Regions from separate parts of the Sus scrofa genome. Here region 1 is linked to region 2. Evidence: chromatin contacts called from public HiChIP or PLAC-seq data. All regions are on one chromosome and are shown on one strand. The core of a region is the stretch at or near the end of the contact, and the rest is flanking DNA. Distances in the headings are between cores, read along the strand shown. Region 1 holds the start of YEATS2 (YEATS domain-containing protein 2). Region 2 holds the start of KLHL6 (kelch-like protein 6).

What was found. HiChIP or PLAC-seq counts read pairs in DNA pulled down with a chosen protein or histone mark.
Region 1: an H3K27ac HiChIP or PLAC-seq map of alveolar macrophages shows a contact between it and region 2. The contact joins the promoter of YEATS2 here to the promoter of KLHL6 in region 2. A contact is called at or near these places in 1 of 47 Hi-C or Micro-C datasets (embryonic fibroblasts) and 2 of 2 datasets of contacts at active chromatin or transcription factors (alveolar macrophages and skeletal muscle).

What each region holds. Positions count from the first base shown.
Region 1 is chr13:121,636,392-121,639,091 of Sscrofa11.1, reverse strand. It overlaps YEATS2 (YEATS domain-containing protein 2), which reads right to left and starts at 1,269. Exons shown (of 31, transcript XM_021069912.1): 1 at 1,040-1,269.
Region 2 is chr13:121,485,906-121,488,737 of Sscrofa11.1, reverse strand. KLHL6 (kelch-like protein 6) reads left to right here and starts at 1,478. Exons shown (of 8, transcript XM_021069900.1): 1 at 1,478-2,035. The coding sequence starts at 1,743.

The DNA of each region.
Region 1 (2,700 bases), core at 20-2,519, 150 kb before region 2:
TGCTCCTATCTTAGAACATTTACAGCCAAATATATGCATGCAGTGATAATATCTCTAGACAGTAAAAACAAGGGTACTTTTCCTCACTTTCTTGCCTGTGTTTTTAAATTTTTCTATGATGAATACGTGCTCCCTGCTTATTAAGAGCAAATTATATTGCTGAACACTACATGCTATTACATCACATTTTACATGTTAATGAGAAAAGGGAATGGAAAATTGTAGTTAAAACTCCTTAACTGTTATAAGCTTAAAAGAAAATACTAGCAAACATATATCAAAACTCTAAGAATGATGTGTCAGGGCTGTAGAATTACTGGTGATATTTTCCTCCTCTACTTGCTATTTTTGTTAACATAATTACTTTCATAATAGAAAAAAAAAAAAGAAAAAGGTTATAATACAAACCTCATTGTTTCCTGCAATCTGGCCACAACCCACCAAACCAGCCTTTCTTCCGAGTACTCATTTTCCCAAGCCTTCCACTCCAACCCCGCACTGTCTCACACCTTTGGTGCTTTAAACTCGGGCATCATCCCCGGAATATCCTCCAACCTTTTTACATCCTGTTCATCCTTCACGGTGGAGGGGAACAGTAGGGAAGGCGACAGGTTGGAGAGAGATTCCAGGATTCTTGCTAATAAATCCACAACTTGCTTGTCCTGGGGCCAAATCTCATCCCCAATCCCATCACAGGCCACCGCGTTTAACACCCTAAAAGCTCCGGCCACTGGGGCTCAAGGGACCGCTATCCCCTGAGACAGTACGGTGCCGCTAAGAAAAAGATATCTCCACACACCCAAATTCCGGGTTCCCGCTTCGGAGACGCCTCCGCCGCACACACTCATCCGGACCCAACCTCCTCCTCCGGATCCTCTCCCCGCCAGTCACCCGCCCCCTCCTTCCCCTCAGCCGGGGGCGGGGGGCGCGGCGGAGTGGGGGAGGGGCACGCACGTGCCCGCGCCGCCCCCGCCCAGACAATGCCCCGGAGAGCGGAGCGCGCGCAAGGCGGTCCCATCCTGCTCCCGCCAACACTCACCCTTTTTCCGGGTCTCCGGCTGAAGCGCAGGCCCCGCCGGGCACCGCGAGAGGGCACGGGGGAGGGGAGGGGGCAGGTCAAGCCCCCGAGGAGCCGCCCCGCCACGAGGCCCCGGCGACCCCAGAACCCGAGGAAGCACACGGCTCGGTGGAGCCCGCCCGGCCCGTTTGGCTCGCACGTCACCAGCAGGGGCGGGGCGGGGCGCGCGCTGCGGCGGCGGCAGCGGCGGCGGCGCGCGCGGTTCCGGAGGCGGAGCTCGCAGGGTTATGGGCGGGGCCGGCGCCGCGGCGGAGCTGGAGCTGACCCAGACTCTCACCCCGCCGCCGCCGCACAGCCCTGCTCGGCACTGCCCCGCGCGGCCACTCTGTCTGGGGAGAATAGTCACGGGTTCTGGTAAAGGCATCACCGTGTATCATTTTACTCCTTAGAGGAAGATAGCGAGTTTCAGCCCAAAGACAGAATATTCGTTCTCCCGGCAATTATGAAGCTAACATAGCAGTAACAGCAGTAGCTATGATTTGTGTGTGTGCTTGTACCAAGCTTTGTGCTAGATATACAAATAGCTATAGTTGTTAACCTATTTTACAGATGCAGAAACTGAGTCTGGGAAAGGTGAGGACTTATCTGGGTCATACAACTAGTAACAATCCATAAAGTATTGTTTGCCGCTTAAATATCTCTTAAGCGCAACCTTGCCTTGTCCTCTCTCTGTCCTACCCTGCCATAGACCCCATCATCTCCCCTCCTGAGGATTCTGTAGCCTCCCATTTGGTCTCCAGAGATTTGTTTCTGTCCCCTTCAATCTATTCTCACTATGTAAAGATTTATCGTTGGATTTACCAAGGTTTAGAGGGAGTTCGCTTTATATATTTTTTTTACTTATGTATATGTTATCAATTTTTGGATGTATTTAATGTTTAATAAAAATGTTTTAAAGGATTTACTCCTGTGTCTCCAATAGCAAGCCCAGTGCACTGCACATAATGCGCACTCAAAAGCTTTTTTTTACATTTTTTAATTATAGTTGGTTTACAATTTTGTGCCAATTTCTGTTGTACAGCAAAGTGACCTAGATATATATATATATACACACATATATATACACATTCTTTTTCTCATATCATCCTCCATCATGTTCTAACCCCAGAGATTGGACTCAGTTCCCTGTGTCATACGGTAAGACTTTTCACTGCCTATCCATTCTAAATGTAATAGTTTGCATCTACTAACCCCAAACTCCCTGTCTATCTCATTCTCTCCTCTCCTTGGCAACCACAAGTCTGTTCTTCATGTCCTGAGCCTGTTTCTGTTCTATAGATAGGTTCATTTTGCCACATATTAGATTCCACATACAAGTGGTAGATGGTATTTGTCTTTCTCTTTCTGACTTCACTTAGTATGAGAATCTCTAGTTGCATACATGTTGCTGAAAATGGCATTATCTTGGTCTTTTTATGGCTAAGTAGTATTCCATTGTGTATATGTACCTCATCTTAATCCATTCATCTGTCGATGGACATTTAGGTTGTTTCCATGTTTTGGCTATTTTCAGTAGTGCTGCTGTGAACATATGGGTGTATCTTTTTGAATTGTAGTTTTGTCTGGATATATGCCCAGGAGTGGGATTGCTATATCATATGGCAGTTTTATATTTAGTTTTC
Region 2 (2,832 bases), core at 229-2,728:
CAATCATGGTCAATTTATATTTCCTAGTGTTTGGTCTGAGGTGGCCAGGTGGCCTAGGGAAAATGTGATGGGGATTTTAGGGAATAATTTTCTCTCTGGTAAGAAGAGCGATGGAGAAAAAGTGGCCAGCCCTTTTTTGTCCTGATTTTGGACCAGGGTTCTGTGAAGACATGATGTTTGGTACTATGGCAGCTACTAAATGACCATAAGGGTACATTTCTACCTTACTGAGGGTAACAGGATGAAAGATGGAAAAAAAAGTCCTGTGTCCCTGAAGACATCATTGAGCTTCTGGATCAACCCAGGACTCCACACTTCTGGCTTCTTATAATATAAGACCCCTATTGTTTGAATGACTTTTGATGGGCTATTCTGTCACTGAAGCCAAAAGCATCTTGACTGATAGAGCTCTGGATGAAGAATAACTGTTGGGGAAATAGCAAGGAATGCGCTTTTAGGAGTAAGTATCCATGGAAGAAGAGAAAGCTGAGGCAGACATGGGATGGCTGGAGAGGGCTTCAGTCACCACTGACCATGAGAGAGAAAGGATTGGGCTCCTGCTGAGCTGGAGGACTGCCAGGGCTCCCCACTGCTAGAAGGTGAATAAAAGCAGGAGTGGGCAGCAGAAGCCACTCTGGCAAGGCCTTGGGCCCTGGGGCAGTCATAGGAGGCAAGCAGTTCTCTCCATGGATGTCAAAGAGGCAGGGTCAACACAGTATTACAGCTCTGGTAGGCTGGTGGCGGTGGAAGAAACAGGGGCTTTGGGGCCAAGAACTGAGCCCTGCTATTCACTTGAGCAGAGCTTCAGTTTCCTTAGCTATAAAATGAGGAAAGTCATTTTAATGCCAGGGGGTGGTTATAAAGATTAAATTACACTACCTCCTGTAAACTTCCTAGGATATAACAGGCATTTAATAATAATAATAACCAAACAGTTATTTAATGGAGACCTGCAGAGGCAATGAAAATACTTCGTGATCCATCACTAAATGCCTGACCAATAGATGCCGGGTGAGGTCAGGCTAATTTGAGACTTGCTAGGACAATTTGGTATTGACCTACCCTGATTGGTCTTCCTGGCCACAGAGTCTCTGGAGACCATTTTTCCATTTTTTCTCTGCCCCCAGAGGCATATCTAGAACAATAGACATTTGGGGGTGGGGGAGGGGAACTTTAATATTCGCCATGGCATTGTTTCCCACCCACCCCCAAGACAGAGAGAGAAGACAGGCAGGGATGACAGAAATGAGAATGCCCAAGGGACATGAGTGTTTCAAGGTGCCCAAGGGACTCAGCGGGGGGGCTCATCGTGGGGTCTCCGACTCCTGAGAGGAAGGAGGGGGAGGATTTAGAATGCGCCCTGCTCATCCCATCACCAACACCTTTGGTTGCAGAAGCACCAGGAGTACAAATGCAATAACCAGAACCAGGGGCTTCCTGCTCACGGATATGAGGGGGGAGGCGGACTAAAATAGCCACACAGCACACTTAGCGGACTCCTAGAAGCCACTCCTTTTCTCTGGAGCCCCTTCCTACACACCCTTCTAAGTAATTTCTAAACTTGTGATGATTACAGAAAGAAGAATAGAAGTTACTGGCGTTTGTAGTAACAGGATGAGAAAGTGTGAGACTTCCTGTTATGTGTGTGTGACAGCTGGTGATAAGTGGAGGGCCCTGCACAGGAAATCCGCCCAGCTTCTGCAATGTGACCTGCCTGAAACTTGGGTGCTCCTTCAGTCTGGATGTTGATGGCAGGACAAAGGGGCACCTGGACCATGGGCGACGTGGTAGAGAAGAGTCTGGAAGGGCCCCTGGCACCTTCTACAGATGACCCCCCCCAGAAAAGGGGAGACCTGGTAGAAATCTTAAATGGAGATAAGGTAAAGTTTGACGACACTGGACTTTCCTTAATTCTACAGAATGGCCTGGAGACCCTCCGCGTGGAAAATGCTCTGACAGACGTCATCTTGTGTGTGGACATTCAGGAATTCTCCTGCCACCGCGTGGTGCTTGCCGCGGCCAGCAACTATTTCAGGTCAGCACTCCTAGGACCAGACTCAAACTGGGTGCAAGTCAGAAGGGAAATCTGTACTGACATGAGAATTTAATCTAACTAGTTGGCTGTTGCATTTATGGTTTGTATATTTATTTAGGTTTGTGAGTCTACTCGAGATACAAAAAAGCAAGCTACTAAACCTTAGAGATTAGCATTTCAGTCATATTAAAAGAGAGCTTTCATCTTTTAAAAGTAATGTTTATATATTACGGTGAAACTTCTGGGTATAGGTCCTTGTTCCAGAGGGTGGAAAATTATTGAAATCATGGGGATTTTCCCCCTCATCTGACTAGTGTGTTGGAAACATAATGTTGTCTTTGTTCACCAATAGAGGTAAGAAAAGGATGTGGCCACTCTTTTAAAGTTATCCAATGGCTTGCTGAAAATTGGGGGTTTCTGTTTGTGTACAGGGAGTGGGTGGGGAGGGAAGCAGTTACAAAGTGCTTTACAAGTGAGAGGCCACTAGTTACAAGAAACTCAAGAGATCTGGGCTCCATCCCACTCTGCCCCTTCCCGATCCTGCGACTTTAAGCAAGTCACTTAATGCTCTGAATTTTGTTTTGACATCTGTAAGATGGGGACAATGATGCTTATCTCTCAGGATCATTGTGATAATTAAATAAGAGAGGGGGAAAAGGCTTCACGTAGTGTCTAGCATCTAGTAGATGCTCAAAATGTCTTTGTTGAAATTCTTCACCTCGTTCTGCTTAGTTCAGCTAAGAACCACGTATTGAGCAAATGCTTGGGGTAGGAATGTTGCAGAACCAGGAACCCAG